2 separate regions of the Mus musculus genome follow, and region 1 is linked to region 2. Evidence: chromatin contacts called from public promoter capture Hi-C data. All regions are on one chromosome and are shown on one strand. The core of a region is the stretch at or near the end of the contact, and the rest is flanking DNA. Distances in the headings are between cores, read along the strand shown.

Region 1 (7,099 bases), core at 2,301-4,800, 2.6 Mb after region 2:
TGCAGGACAGACCCCTGACTCAAGCATCAACACGCTCCAAGGACAGTGGTGACAGAGACTGGTACCTAGCAGTTTTCTTTGAACACGATCTCCCTTCCCTACCTCTGACTGTGACTTAAATGAGACTTATCATCTCTGGTTTTAGAACTGGTCTGGAAATAGTCTGCTTCTTTAAAAATTTTAGGTCTGAGATGACGTTATCTTATCTTTCATTTGGCTTTTTGAAAAAGGATCTTACTATATAGCCCAGGCTGGCCTTGGACCTATGGTAACCTTGATGTACCAGCCTCCCAATTTATGCCCAACTGAGGAAGCCCAAGTCTTAACTGTGCTCTGGAGTTTTAAAATGTATGAGTATTGGGCTGGAGAGATGGCTCAGCAGTCAAGAGCACTGACTGCTCTACTGAAGGTCCTGAGTTCAAATCCCAGCAACCACATGGTGGCTCACAACCATCTGTAATGAGATCTGACGCCCTCTTCTAGGGTGTCTGAGGTAGCTACAGTGTACTTACATGTATAATAAATAAATAAATCTTTTTTTAAAAAAAAGAAAAAAATAAATGTATGAGTCTATCTAGTCAGAACCTCTGCTGATAGAGCAACAGGTTTCATAACAGTGAATCTGAGATTTCTGGTTTACATCATCTGAAGCCCTACTATGTTCCTAAATTCCTAGACTTTGATGTGGCAGCTAATATATTTCCTTCTGGCTAAGCAGAAGCAACTGACTTTCTGACTTACCAAGGAGCTCGAATTCAAGCCTATCCTAGAAGTTCTAAGCTAGTGATTTGTTCCTGCCAAGAATCAGGACCACAGCAAAGCAGAGTTTCATCTCAGTCTTTTTCCAAAACAAATGCAGACCCTGGAAGAAAGATACATGCTATTCACTAAGGGCAGCGAGTACTTAAACAATGGGTGAATGTTTCCAGGCAACATTGTTTATTGTTTCTATTTTGTTTATTTTTTAGAGAAAGTTTCTCACTTGACTGGCCTGGAATTCACTGTGTAGTCTACGCTGGCCTAGAGCTCACAGAGATCCACCTGCCTCTGCCTCTTGAGGTTAAAGGCATATGTCAGCATGCCTGGCCTTGGCTGCTCCTTCTAATGTCAGTCAGTGGATGGACAGGTGACACTACTGTCCCCAGCGCGTGACACAAATGCTCTGGCTCACCTTTCTGGAGAATTCCTTTTCCTTTTCACTGAGTGCTTGAGTCTTTTCTTGCTCAAGAAGGAAATGTGATCTTTTCTGTTCTTCTAGAACGGATTCTGTCTGACGCAGAGAGTCACGCAAAATTTTAATTTCTCCATTCTTAATTAGGATTTCTTCTTCCATTGCTTTCAGCTGTAAATTACGCCCAGTCAACAGATATTCAGCAAGAACAGTTTCAGAATCCATTCACCACTTACACACAGATTCTTTCAGCTTTAACATTACGGCTCATACCCTCCACAGACTAAAACCCCATGTTGGATTTCTGGCTTTCTTAGGCACCTACAGATGGCCAGGTGAAAGATGTATGAGAGCCTGCAAAACTAACAAATATCAACCGCTAAGATGACATGTTCCTCAGATAAAGACCTAAGCTGTAGAGGCTAGAGAGATGGCTTAGCAGCTAAGGGCACTCACTGCTCTTACAGAGGACCCAGGTTCCGTTCCCATTACCCATATGAGGTGGCTCACACCAGTTGTGTTGATTCCAGAGGACCCAGCACCCCTGACCTCATGGGCACCTGTATGCATGCAGTGCATATAAACTTATATAGGCTCAGGGATATACACAGGGTAAATAAAATTTCAGGCATTCTTTCCCCAACCTTCTTTCATTTCAGAGGAATAAATCTAGATGTTTGTTTTATAGTTTTTATATATTTTACACATGCTTTTTAATACCAAAATGAATGAATTAGCTGCAAATACAATAAGTTAGGGCTGGAAGGATAGCCTAACAGTAGAGTGTCTGTGTATAGCATGTGTGAAGGTAAAGTCCTGAGTTCAATTCTCAGCATTACAACCAAACAGGCAAAACAAAACACAAACAAACAACCCAAAAGTCACATACCTTTTCTTTAAGTTCTTTGTATTGTATCTGAAGTACTTCTAATTCAAAATTATCTTTAACTGGAATATCTTCTCTGCTTTTCCTTATAGGACTATTTGGTAACCCATCTAATCGGCGGACCTTATGAGCACCTGTATAAAAAGTAGTTGCCCTTAGGTTGAGCATGGTGGCACAGAACTGCAATCCCAACACTTGTGAAGTAGAGCTATGGGGATCTCAAATTCAAGGCTAGCCTTGCTAGAGATCGAGAACCTGTCTGGAAAAAATAATCCCATGTATACTGCGGGGCTCAGTATGTATCCACCTTTGTCATAAAATGCAGAAGGAGTCACTCTTGAAAGCCAAGTTGAGAAAGACCCAGGTAACAGCTCCGAGCATGGTATAAACACATAAAGAATCCTTATGGCATAGCATATCTGAATTCTCTCGCTTTATACCTCACCCACTTTCTAGACTCTCAGCTCATAGCTGAACAGAGATTGCACTGGCTGTGACTCTACCATAACTACTATTTACTACAACATGTTAGGCATAGGATCTGCTGGTTTTAAAGACTGATGGTGAACCAAATGGATACATTCCAGGGGGAGGTGGGGCTCCAGGGATGGAGTAAGGTAGAGTACCGGGTGATGTAGGGCCAAGGAAGGGGGAGGCAGCATTGCTTTGTGCCATTTCGTGGAAAGTTGCGTCTAACCACTGCCGCATATGACAGCTGGTCAGCAATGAGTGTTTTCCAATGCCTGGTTTTCCATGCAATATTGCTGGAGAGATGGAGGGCCAGCCACATTTCCAGGGATAATCCTATTTTTCAGATGCTGTAAGTGCTAAGTACATTCGCAAGGTGCCCATCAAACCCTCCTGACACTTAACTTATTCCCCAAGAGTGTAAGCTCTAAGAAGAAAAGCAGCTTTGGCATTTCTTGCCCATTGCCTGTTTGCCATGCCTAACCTTTGGGCAACTGGCATTTTTGTGTAAGACTCTCTTTCATCTCTTGCCTCTGTCAGACGCCTTCTAATGCTCTTCTGCCCAAGGGTTACAATGGGGTGCATACCATCTAAATGGGAGGCCATTTAACATTCTGGATGTCTCACCGCCAAATCAGAGGTCTGCACCACCCGCCGGGGGAAAAGGCCCCTCAGGCACTCACTGGACAGGTTCCGAGGCGCGACGGGACACTGGCTCAGGGCCTGTGACGCGAGGATGTCGAGTTCCTCTAGGTCGTCCGCAGTAAATTCCGCGTGCTCACCGAATGGGTCTTCGGGGTCCGGGACTGTGGTCTCAGAGAAGCTCCGGGCCCGCTTGCTCGGAGGGTTCTCAATGGATCGAGACAGACCGGGGAAAGGCTCCAGGCCGCCACTCTGTTTCCTGTGGCTGTTCGGTGCGGGGGTCCCGGCCATGACTACCTTCAACCCGCAGCATCCGAAGACGCCAAGCACAGCCTTGTCCACAGAAAGCCTGAGCTGGCCCAACCGCCCGCGCGCCGCCGTTCCCCTCGCCTTCCAGCGTCTCCCCAGCCTGCGGGCCAATCAGCTGCCAGCTACCGGGCACAGATGGGTGACGTGTACAGAGCGCGCCGTTACCCGGGACAGGCTCCTGCGTGTCTGGGCTCAGTACGAAGGGGTCCCCGGTGATGCCAGGGTACTACAGTGCTGTCAGGATTATCCCGGTTGCGAGATCGAGGAGCGTCTGCCCGACCACACCTGAGGCGGTTCCCCGTGGCACTGTGTAGAATACAGAGCCCTAGAGAAGCAGGCAGCGTTCAGGGGTCAGCTCTCCCTGACCTCACTCCTCGCGGCTGACCCACCTCTCTCATGTCCAGAGACTCTTTTAGGGAGGAGGCTGGGAAGAGCAGACTTGGGGAGGAGAAGGAATGCTTTTCTTCCTGGAAGCAGAGATCTTCCAGGATAACAAATGTTTCAAGTATGTATATTTGAGAAAAAAAAAAAAAAAAAAAGGCTGGGAAGGATGGTCTCGAGAACGGCGTGCCTATTCGGAACTGCTCCAACTGTTAACTTCCATTTATTTCTTGGAGAGTCTTTATGTCCTGAGCGCTGGTTGCGTAGAGACAATGAAGCTCAAGAGGTCAAGGAAGGCTCGCTGGGAGTGGTCCTTGAATTACCCAACAGATTGAGGGGGAAATAGCAAGAAAAATGGGTTAGGAGGCAGACGCATGATGTTTCTGAGAAAAATTCATCTTCGACAAGGATGCCAGGTGGATGCCTCCTCTTTGCGACAGACTTCATGGAGGAGCAATGATTTGAGTTGGGCTTGGGTGTATGACTGGCTTTTATGAGCTGAAGTGGTGGGCAGAACAGATACCAGAAATGGCGGATTAGCATTGGAAGGCAACAAGATCAAGACTTTTCTACTCCGTTTGCTCAATGCCAGACTTAGTTTGTGAACCTACCAATGTTTGCTGAGGCGTTGGGCGGAAAGGAGAGCGCTCAGGCTTAGAATGCCTTAGGCCTGCCAACCCACCCCCACCCCACCCCTGCCTCATTATTTTTTATGTGTGTTTTACCTTCATGTATGTATGTGCATCACATGCATGTATGCCTGGTGCCTACAGTGGTCAGAAGGCATTGCATCACTTAGAACTGCCTTAGTTTCTTGATTCAGCTGCTGGTAGTTTTCCCATAGCTGCCCAACATAATGTTGAATGTTCAAGTCTCCCAGCAGCCCCCCACCCCCTTTGGTTATATGTCAAGACATATAACCAAAGCTGGCCCAGAACTCCAGAATGTCCTTCCTCCCGCTGAGTGCTGGGATTATAGACATGAGTTTTTGTTTGTTTGTTTTGTTTTTGTTTTTTGTTTTTGAGATGGCCTCAAACTTCTAATCCTGTCTCAGTCTCTAAAGTGCTAGAATTGTGAGTGTGGGCTACCAGGCGTGGCTGATTGCCCAGGTTGTAATAGCTACGATCTTTGGTTCTGGAAACAGGACATTGTCAGGAGGGATTACGTTCTACCAAATAAACGAGAAGTTTTGGGGGCAGGAGGCTATGACTGCTGATAAGTATTTTCAGCAGCACCGGGCTAGGTGCCAGCTGACAAGGCCCTATGGGCTTTAAGCCCAAAGAAGATGCTTTTTGGAGATGACCAAAGCAAGCTGATTTGTTTGTTTTATATTTGGGTGTTTTGCTTCCATGTAGATCTGAGGCCAGAAGAGGGCATCAGCTCCTTTGGAACTGGAATTACAGTGAGCCATCATATGGGTGTTGGGAATTGAACCCAGAACCCCTAGAAGAGCAGTGAGTGCTATTAACTACTGAACCATTTCTCTAGTCCCCAACCCAGTGTTTTAAAATTTCAATTCTCCTGCATCAGCTGCCTGAGTGCTGAGTTTACAGGTATGCTAGCTGGTCTTCATGGTGCAGGCCTGTAACTCCAGCTACTCAGGAACTTTAGGCAGGGACATCACAAATTCAAGGCCTGGCTGGCCCTAAACTAAATCAATGTCACCATGAGCAATTTAGTGAGAGCCTGTCTCATGAAAGAAGATAATATTCTTAGGGAAAGCATACTATTGTTCCCAGTTGTATGGATAGCCTAGAAGGCAAGTCAGAAGTCCCGTGCCTCTCAACTAGGTGTCTCAGTAAATACAGACAGGGGTTGGACAGTGTTAAAGTATTTGCTTAGAATATTCAAGGCTCTGGATTTGATTTCCAGCATCCTGTTTCTCCTGAATTAGGGTTACATTGCTAGGCATGGTGGCACAAACCTGAAATCACAGCACTGGGGAAGCTGAGGCAAGAAGATTCTTTTTTTTGTTTGTTTGTTTGTTTTTGGTTTTTCAACACAAGGTTTCTCTGTGTAGCTCTGGCTGTCCTGAAACTCACTTTGTAGACCAGGCTGGCCCCGAACTCAGAAATCCGCCTGCCTCTGCCTCCTGAGTGCTGGGATTAAAGGTGTGCGCCACCACGCCCAGCTCTGGCAAGAAGATTCTAATCAAGGCCTGTCCATCAGTCTGTGCTACAGAACCTGTCTCAACCCCTTCTTCCCAAACAAGACTGTTTTCTGTTGTGGAGTTTCTTTACTTGGTGGTTGGTGGCAGGTAACGTCTGGCAAGAACATGATCAGGGAAGAGTAACTATCAGTTTTTCTTCAGAACTGGGGTCTGAAACAGAAGGCTCTCACTGAGCTACAGCCCCAGCCCTCGCCCTCTTTTTACTGTTCTGTCACCCAGTCATGCTTTCAAGTTATGATCCTCGTGCCTCAGCTTCCCAAGGAGTTAGGATTTTCTAAAGGAAGAGTTGGTGAGAGCACAGCAAAGGCTTGGGTGTCCTCACCACGTTTTAAGTCTTCCTCTGTGCATGCTTGCTGTGTGTGTGCCTGTTTCCTCACCACTAATGTCTAGTAAAAACAAAGACGCCAGAAAACAGAGGTGGGCATAGTGGTGCATGCCTTTAATCCCAGCATTCAGAGGCAGGCCTGGTCTACATAGAGTCCCAGGATAGCCAGGGCTGCATTGAGAGACACTGTCTCAAAACAAACAAACAAAACCCAAAACTGAGGCTTGCCTTTACCTCAGATCTCGGTGGCTGCAAATGGACTAAAGGGTAAATGGCAGAAATCAGAAGAAATGGTGCCCTATAGAGCTGCAGCCCTATGGATCAAAACCCCTTTGGGGGTTGCACATCAGATATTTATGATTCACAACAGTAGCAAAATTAGCTATTAAGTAGCAATGAAAATAATTTTATAGTTGGGGGTCACCATAGCATGAAGAACCATATCAGAGTCAAGCATCAGGAAGGGTGAGAGCCTCAAAGCCTAACTGTTAAGAACTTTGGCTTTTTTTTTCTTTTAAGATTTATTTAATGTATAAGAGTACACTGTAACTGTCTTCAGACACACTAGAAGAGGGCCTCAGATTCCATTACACTTAGTTGTGAGCCACCCTGTGGTTGCTGGGAATTGAACGCAGGACTTCTGGAGGAGCAGTCAGTGCTTTTAACCACTAAGCCATCTCTCCAGCCTGGCTTTTTATTTTTTTCTTTTAGCACGGAAAAATGCTAAGCCAAGGAGAAACAAAGGAT
Region 2 (6,999 bases), core at 563-3,062:
CCTTGGCAGTCTTCAGAAGACAGGTACGCAATCCCTGGCTAGAACAGAGAACCCAAGGAGGAGAAAGAAGGCTGTGGTCTGCCAGGCGGTGGTGGCCCACGCCTTTAATCCCAGCACTTGGGAGACAGAGACAGGCGGATTTCTGAATTCGAGGCCAGAGGCCAGCCTGGTCTACAAAATGAGTTCCAGGACAGCCAGGGCCATACAGAGAAACCCTGTCTTGAAAAACAACAACACAACAAAACAAGCAAACAAAAACAAACAAACAAAAAGGCTGCGGTCTGAACATGGCTTCAGCTCACCTGTATCCCGGGGTTCCGGCTGAATGGACATGAGGGGTCCACACGGATGACCCGATTATCAGCAGGTGCTGCTCTGAGAGCCTCGGCAGTGGACCGGAAGCTGTCCTCCTCCTCTGTCCCTTGTCGCCGCTTCTTGGAGCCCTCAGTCTGCACAGAGGCCTTTCGTTTTGGAGCCATGGTTCTCCTGGGGCAAGAGGTAGGGAGCGTTCAGATTTGCCCTTTAGGAGGCTGGCCTCCTACTCCTTGGTTTACATATCCCCATCTCCAAACCTGCACTTTGTACCTCAGAGATGCAGAAGCTTAGAGCCCGTCAGTTCTGCCCACCCTGGAGTTAGGAAGCAGTTGGCTCGAGGTGTTCCCCGAGGCAGCAGAAAAAGTGAAAGCCGGCTCACCCCACCCACGCTGGGGCCCTTCCCCTTCTAGAACATTTCCTCCTCCTGTCAGTCATCTGGCTAGGTTGCTGGGCTGAATCATCTGAGCTACAGGGGAAGGACCCTATAAGTTGCCCTTCTGCAGCTGGATCTACCTCTCTAGAGCTTAGGACCAAGTGGTGTAGCCTTTTGCTAACAGTCCTGAGTTCTGGGGTGCCAGCCAAAGTTTCAGGCTTTCAAGTGCCAGAGAGAGCAAGAGCCACTTTAACCTCACCCTTCCCTGCCCTGCAGAGGACTCTAGGGCAGGGCCAAAGGACACTCACCCAAATGAAACAGGACCCTGGAAGAGGTGGCTGTTATCCAGCCCGGTATCAGGAATGCTGAATGTGCCTCCTAAGAAACAAGTTCCAAGTCTGGGATCCCATCTAGCGACCCTTCGTGAGCCTTCAGCTAGTTTTTGGTAGGGATTTCCCAGCAATCACGTGAGGAGGGGAAAGAGCTTGGGGGTGGTGTAGAATTCCAGCTTTTGGCCGCTAGTGGGGTGAGTCAGAGGCTGGGTAGGCTGAGGTTGGTGGCCAGTCCCAGAGATGAAATGACAGTAATGTAGACGTATCCAAAGCCGCTCGGACTGACTGGCCCCTCATGCAGCTTTGACTAGGCACATACAGCATATATCCATTATTTGCCCGGTGATTTTGGCTCTGGGTTCGGATGCTGTCTCCTCTCCAGAGCTGCCTGAATTCCATTCCTTAAGTTTTAGAGTCTGGTTGTATTAGCTTCAATCGCTGTTCCAGCGGAAAAATCACAGAACCCCGCACCTCTGGCTCCACCTTGTGGCCATAAGACGCAAGCACCGCATGCCCTCCTGGCCCCACCCCTCCCTGCTAGTCAGGCGTTAGCAGAGCGCAAGCGCCACAGGCCCAGGCCGGAAATCGCAAGAGAGACTTGCTTCCTACTCCAGGCTGGCGCCGGAGCCTATAGGAGCTCTTGAAGGCGTGTCCAGCTGCGTCGGTCCAATAGACGTTTGGGGGCGTGGCAGGATCTTCTCAAGGGCCCAATGGAGCTGCGGAAGGTGGGGCCCGCTGCGCCGTGGGAACCTATCAGGGCTCCGGGTCTTGCCATGCGGCTGGGGTTTAGCAGCCATGTGAGTTCTTCGGGGTAGCGGCACCTTGAACAGTATGTCGACCGCCGTGGCAACTCGTAAGCGGGCAAAGCCAGCTCCCGGGCCCGGGGCGGCTCCGGTGGCCGGCAAGCGGCGGCGAAAGGTGAGCATGGTGTACTCTTGGGCGCGACCGATCTAGCTCCTGGGAGAGCCATCGTTCCATCCCAGGGCCCCCATCGGGGCAAGTATCTTTGCCAAGGGCTCCGTCAGAAGGAAGCCTACATCTCTTTTCTTCTATCCACCAAATCCTGGGAAACCTTCTACTTGGCCAGGGCCAGGTGCTACTTGCCTCTCTCAGTCCTGGGCCTCGTGACCAAGAGAGGATCGTTTGATTTCCAGGTAGACTCTGCTGCGGACAGGGGCAAGTCCAAGGGTGGCGGCAAAATGAATGAAGAGATTTCCAGCGATTCTGAGAGCGAGAGGTGAGTTTTTACCGGGAGGAAGGATAAACGGAGGCTCGTGGTGACTAGAAGACTCAGTGCGACTGGCAACAGAGCTGGGTGTTTGGCTCGAGATCCTGGGTCTACCCTCCAGTTTCCGGCAGTGAGATATCGTCGTTTATCTCTGATGTGTCTATGGGGAAGACGCTGGGCTCCTGTGGGAGGGAGAGCTTGGGACCTTTTTTCGCTTTATGACATGGAGGCAGGCACAGGTCTGGATTGATTGAGAGGCAAGGAGAGAACGGTACAGAACACATCCTCCTGTTCTTAATTCCATCTTCACACAGTACCACAACGACTGGTGTCCTTGGGCACCTTTTTGAGATGAGGTCTCTGTTGTTTTGCCCAAGGTGGCCTTGATCTCCTGGGTTCGAATGATCCTAGGCTTCAGCTTTGTACTGTCACATATGTAGCCTTCCTAACATTAGGGTCTTGTTTCACTGTTGCGAACACGGGTGAGCAGGCAAGTGGAGAGAGGCCGTGTCAGTGTCTGCAGGTGTGTATCTTGGAGACATGTGTTGTGAGAACAGAAGAAGCCTTTTAAAAAGTTGAGCCTGGAGAGACGAGGAGTGTCCTGGAGCGGTAGGGAAGAGGTTCAGGGACCAGAGACAAATCTGGGGTATTAGTGTGCCAGGGTGGAAGGAAGAAAGGATAAACCGGCAGGTGATAGGTACAGGCCAGGGTAGCCGTGAACTTAAGAGATCTGCCTGCTTCTGCCTCCCGAGTGCCAGGATTACAGACCTGGCTATCAGTTCTGCTTCTAAAAGTGAATATGTGGTGCCTTAATTTGCTCAGCTTTTTTTTTTTTTTTTTGGCAAGGTTTTTCCACGTAGCCATGGCTGTCCTGGAACAACCTGTATAGATCAGGCTGGCCTTAACCTCAAAGACATTGCCTGCTTCTGCCTCCAGGACCTGTGCTAAACACTTTGGGTATTTATTTATTTATTTATTTATTTATTTATGTGTGTGTGTGTACATGCTGATGCCCATGGGAGACCGAGGACATTGGAGCCCCTGGAACTGTCACATCAGGGGGTTGCGAGCGAGCCACCTGAGGGGTGCTGGGACTGAACCCAGGGTCGCTGTAAGAACAGCAGGAGTTCTTAGCCGATGAGCCATTTTTTTCCAGCCCATTCTTTACCACCTCTTAAGTCTTTTAACTTGTGTCACGAAATAAATGTGATAACTACAGAAGCACCACTCAGTTTTCTTCTGCTGATCTAACTTGGGTGAAAGTAAAAATAAATGCGTACACACCTTAAATTCAGGGTTGAAACAGCTTTTCTTTCAAAAGGGATTTTTTTTTTAAACAAAAAGTGGTGCTGGGCGTGGTGGCGCACACCTTTAATTCCTCAGTACCTAGGAGGCAGAGGCAGACAGATCTGTGAGTTTGAGGCCAGCCTGGGCTACGTGGCGAAAATATGTCTTGGGAAACAAAACAAAACAAAACAAAAAAGCAGAATTGCTAAATGCCGTTTATAAGGTCTCAGCATCAAGTGTCTTTACCTGCTGAGCCGCCACACCTCTAACTCTAGTCTGCTTTTCTGTGTGTGGGCCCTGAAGTAAGAGACTGATTGGTTTGGATGCACTCAGAAAGGACATAACTCTGGGCCAAGGTCTGGCCTTGACTTTCCTGAGACATGGTTTTTTGTTCTGTTCTTTTAGGCAGGGACTTTGTAACTCTGGCTGCCCTGGAACTCGCTATGTAGACCAAGCTGGCCTCAAACTCAGAGAGACCTGCCTGCCTCTGCCCTCAAGTGCTGGGACATGCCCCAGGACACTGCTATTCCTGATGGGTTTTAAAGTCCCTTCTGGAGGAAGTCCTGGGCAGGGTGCTGGGCGACAGCAGGTAGCTGATGGGATGTCTGCAGGCTTGTGATTAGGGGTGCAGCTGTCTTGGTCTGCTGGCTGAGAGTTCGAAACACCTACCTAAGCTCCCAGAAACAGGTCTAAGCTGGACCTGTCTGTGAGTGAAGGGAGTGTCCTGAGCTGGCTCACGGACACTGGGGCCTAGAAGGGACAGCAAGAAATTCCATCACACGTGGTTTAGTCAGTACTACTTAGGATTCACTTGGAACCTAGTCCTCGGGGTACAAGGAGGGTGCAGGGCAGCAAGCCTAGGGTACCCCAATATGTCTGTGTCTTGGAGTGGTTGTCATCCTGGCATCTGCGTTCTCTGTTCTGCATGCTGGGTTCCCTGTTTGCAGCGCCCTGTGCCTTGTGCCTTTGTCCCTTAGCTTGGGAAGCTCAGTAGAAGGACAGGACCAGTTCTCTGTTACTATGTACCTGACCATGTCTTCTTAGCTGGGACTTGTAGAGATTGTCTTATTCTAGCTCAGGCTGACCTTGAACTTGTGGCAGTCTCCTTGTCTTCGCCTTCCAAATTCTAGGATTTTAGGTGTGCCACCGTGCCTGGCTTGACAGTGCGGTTTTCTAGAGCATGGTGACTGAGTTCAGGACCTCGCTCTGTCACTGAGCCATACCCAGGGCAATGTCTTCATTTGTCACCATAAATCCTGGTACCTCCTCTTCACCTCCTCTTCTTCCCCTTCCCTCCTCCCCTCTTCCCTGGACTGGCTGTTGAGCCAGGGCCTCAAGGATTCTTGTTTAGTCCGCCGCTAAGCTAAGTCTGCAGGCCTGCCACCTTTGACTTCTGATCTTTTGTGTACAACCTGGCTTCTCATAGAAGCTTGTGGAATCTTCTCTTTCCCTTGTTGAGATGTGATCATTTCCTGGTGTTGGGGGGAGCTGGCTGTTTTGATGACCTTGTGTTGGACACTGAGTGGGACCTTCCAGTCGTGAGGTCACATGCATGTGTCGCTGGCCCTGAGGGTTGGCATGGGCAAGGCTGGCCTCGAGGAAGCACAGTTCTAGTGGCCAGATGAGGGGGCCATCCCTTTAGACCCCATCCCTTCTCCCCACAGCTTGGCTCCAAGGAAAACAGAGGAAGAGGAGGAGGAAGAGCTGGAAGAGACCGCACAGGAAAAGAAGCTACGCTTGGCCAAACTCTACCTTGAACAACTCAGGCAGCAAGGTGAGCCAGGGGCTTGATGAAGGCCAGGGTCTCCCGCAGAGCCTGCCTGCTGCCCCTGTTGCAACCCCAGGCACCTGATGTGTCAGTCACGTAGGTCCCCATTGTCACTAGTGCTGCTGGTGTTGGGTACCTTGCAGAGGGTGGCTAAGGTCTCTAATGGGCCAGTACGCTCTGGGCCAGACTAGACCTTTACGAAGCCAAGCTCAAGTCTAAACAAAGGCAGGCATTGACCGTGGAGGCACCAGGAGCTTCCTATAAGATTAGCACTGTTGAGTTGGGATGGATGCTTGGGATGGAGGAGGGAAGGGCACTGCAGCCTGGGATCATGTGGACCGTTCTGTCCTGCACAGAGGAGGAGAAGGCTGAAGCCCGTGCATTCGAGGAGGATCAGGTGGCCGGGCGCTTGAAGGAGGATGTGGTGAGTCTGGAGGGCGAGGGCTAGTGTGGGTGTGGCGGAAGGCTGGGCCTTCCCCCAGGTCTTCACTCCTCTCCTTCCTCTCTTTGCAGCTGGAGCAGAGAGGCAGGTTGCAGAAGTCGGTGGCCAAGGAGGTGAGTGTGCAGGGCACCGTGGTGCGTGGGCAGAGGCGGTGTGTGCACGCGGGTCGGTGGGCAGTTGGCTTAGTGCTGCTCGGGTTGTTGGAGTCTTGGTGGAAAACTGTGGACACTTGGGCAGGTGTGGTCAGGTATGCAAGAGTCTTATTTCTAGGGCAGTGGTGGCACAGGCCTTTAATCCCAGCACTTGGGAGGCAGAGGCAGGTGGATTACTGAGTTTGAGGCCAGCCTGGTCTACAGAGTGAGTTCCAGGACAGCCAGGGCTATTCAGATAAACCCTGTCTCAAGACACCAAAAAAAAAAAAAAGAATCTTATTCGTTCGTGTAGCCCCGGGTTCTGGTTTTCTCTGGCAAGTGTCTTCATAGCTCCTACTGCAGTGATGCAGTCTCTTGTCTTTCCAGATCCAGGCCCCAGCTCCCACCGACATTCGAGTTTTGCGGGGCCACCAGCTCTCCATTACGTGCTTGGTCATCACTCCTGATGACCTGGCCATCTTCTCCGCCGCCAAAGACTGCACCATCATCAAGTGTGAGTGAGACCTCGAGGGTGTGAGCCTGGGGTGGAGTCCTGATGGTGGAAGCTTCTAGACAGTTGCTGCCTTGGAGGGGCTTCGAGGCTACAGGGCTTCTGAGCTCTGTGGGGCACAGAGCTGGGGCCTCGAACGGGCAATCGGGTGAGAAGGTGTTTGAGTTCTGCATGGATTTGGATGGAGTCCTCGGCCCTTCTGGGTTCCCAGCCTTCCACACCTGAGCATAATCCTCACCTTCCCACCATCCTCAGGGGGGTGGTTAGTGGTCCCAGGGTGCTGCTTTGTTGTTGTTGTTGTTGTTGCTGTTGCTGCTGCTCCTCCTCCTCTTCTTCTTCTCCTCCTTCTCCTCCTTCTCCTCCACCTCCTTCTCCTCCTCCTTCTCCTCATCCTCTTTCTTCTTCTCTTCCTCCTCCTCCTCTCTTTCTTCTTCTTTTTTTCTTCATTTATTTATTATATGTAAATACATTATAGCTGTCTTCAGACACATCAGAAGAGGGCATCAGATCTCATTACAGATGGTTGTGAGCCACCATGTGGTTGCTGGGAATTGAACTCAGGACCTGTGGAAGAACAGCTAGTGCTCTTAACCTCTGAGCCATCTCTCCAGC

What was found. Capture Hi-C pulls out chosen DNA fragments and counts their contacts.
Region 1: a promoter capture Hi-C map of adipose tissue shows a contact between it and region 2, with 5 times the contacts expected there. The contact joins the promoter of Atrip-trex1 here to the promoter of Rrp9 in region 2. A contact is called at or near these places in 2 of 39 promoter capture datasets (liver and pre-B cells) and 2 of 9 other capture datasets (adipose tissue and liver).

Annotation. Positions count from the first base shown.
Region 1 is chr9:109,070,547-109,077,645 of GRCm38.p6, forward strand. Atrip-trex1 (Atrip-Trex1 readthrough) reads right to left here and starts at 3,551. Exons shown (of 14, transcript NR_153412.1): 1 at 3,113-3,551; 2 at 2,061-2,191; 3 at 1,172-1,342. Atrip (ATR interacting protein) reads right to left here and starts at 3,578. Exons shown (of 13, transcript NM_172774.3): 1 at 3,209-3,578; 2 at 2,061-2,191; 3 at 1,172-1,342. The coding sequence starts at 3,458.
Region 2 is chr9:106,475,497-106,482,495 of GRCm38.p6, forward strand. It overlaps Rrp9 (RRP9, small subunit (SSU) processome component, homolog (yeast)), which reads left to right and starts at 1,813. Exons shown (of 15, transcript NM_145620.4): 1 at 1,813-1,938; 2 at 2,175-2,257; 3 at 5,200-5,309; 4 at 5,660-5,727; 5 at 5,817-5,858; 6 at 6,264-6,390. The coding sequence starts at 1,852. It overlaps Parp3 (poly (ADP-ribose) polymerase family, member 3), which reads right to left and starts at 1,453. Exons shown (of 11, transcript NM_145619.3): 1 at 997-1,453; 2 at 303-486. The coding sequence starts at 479.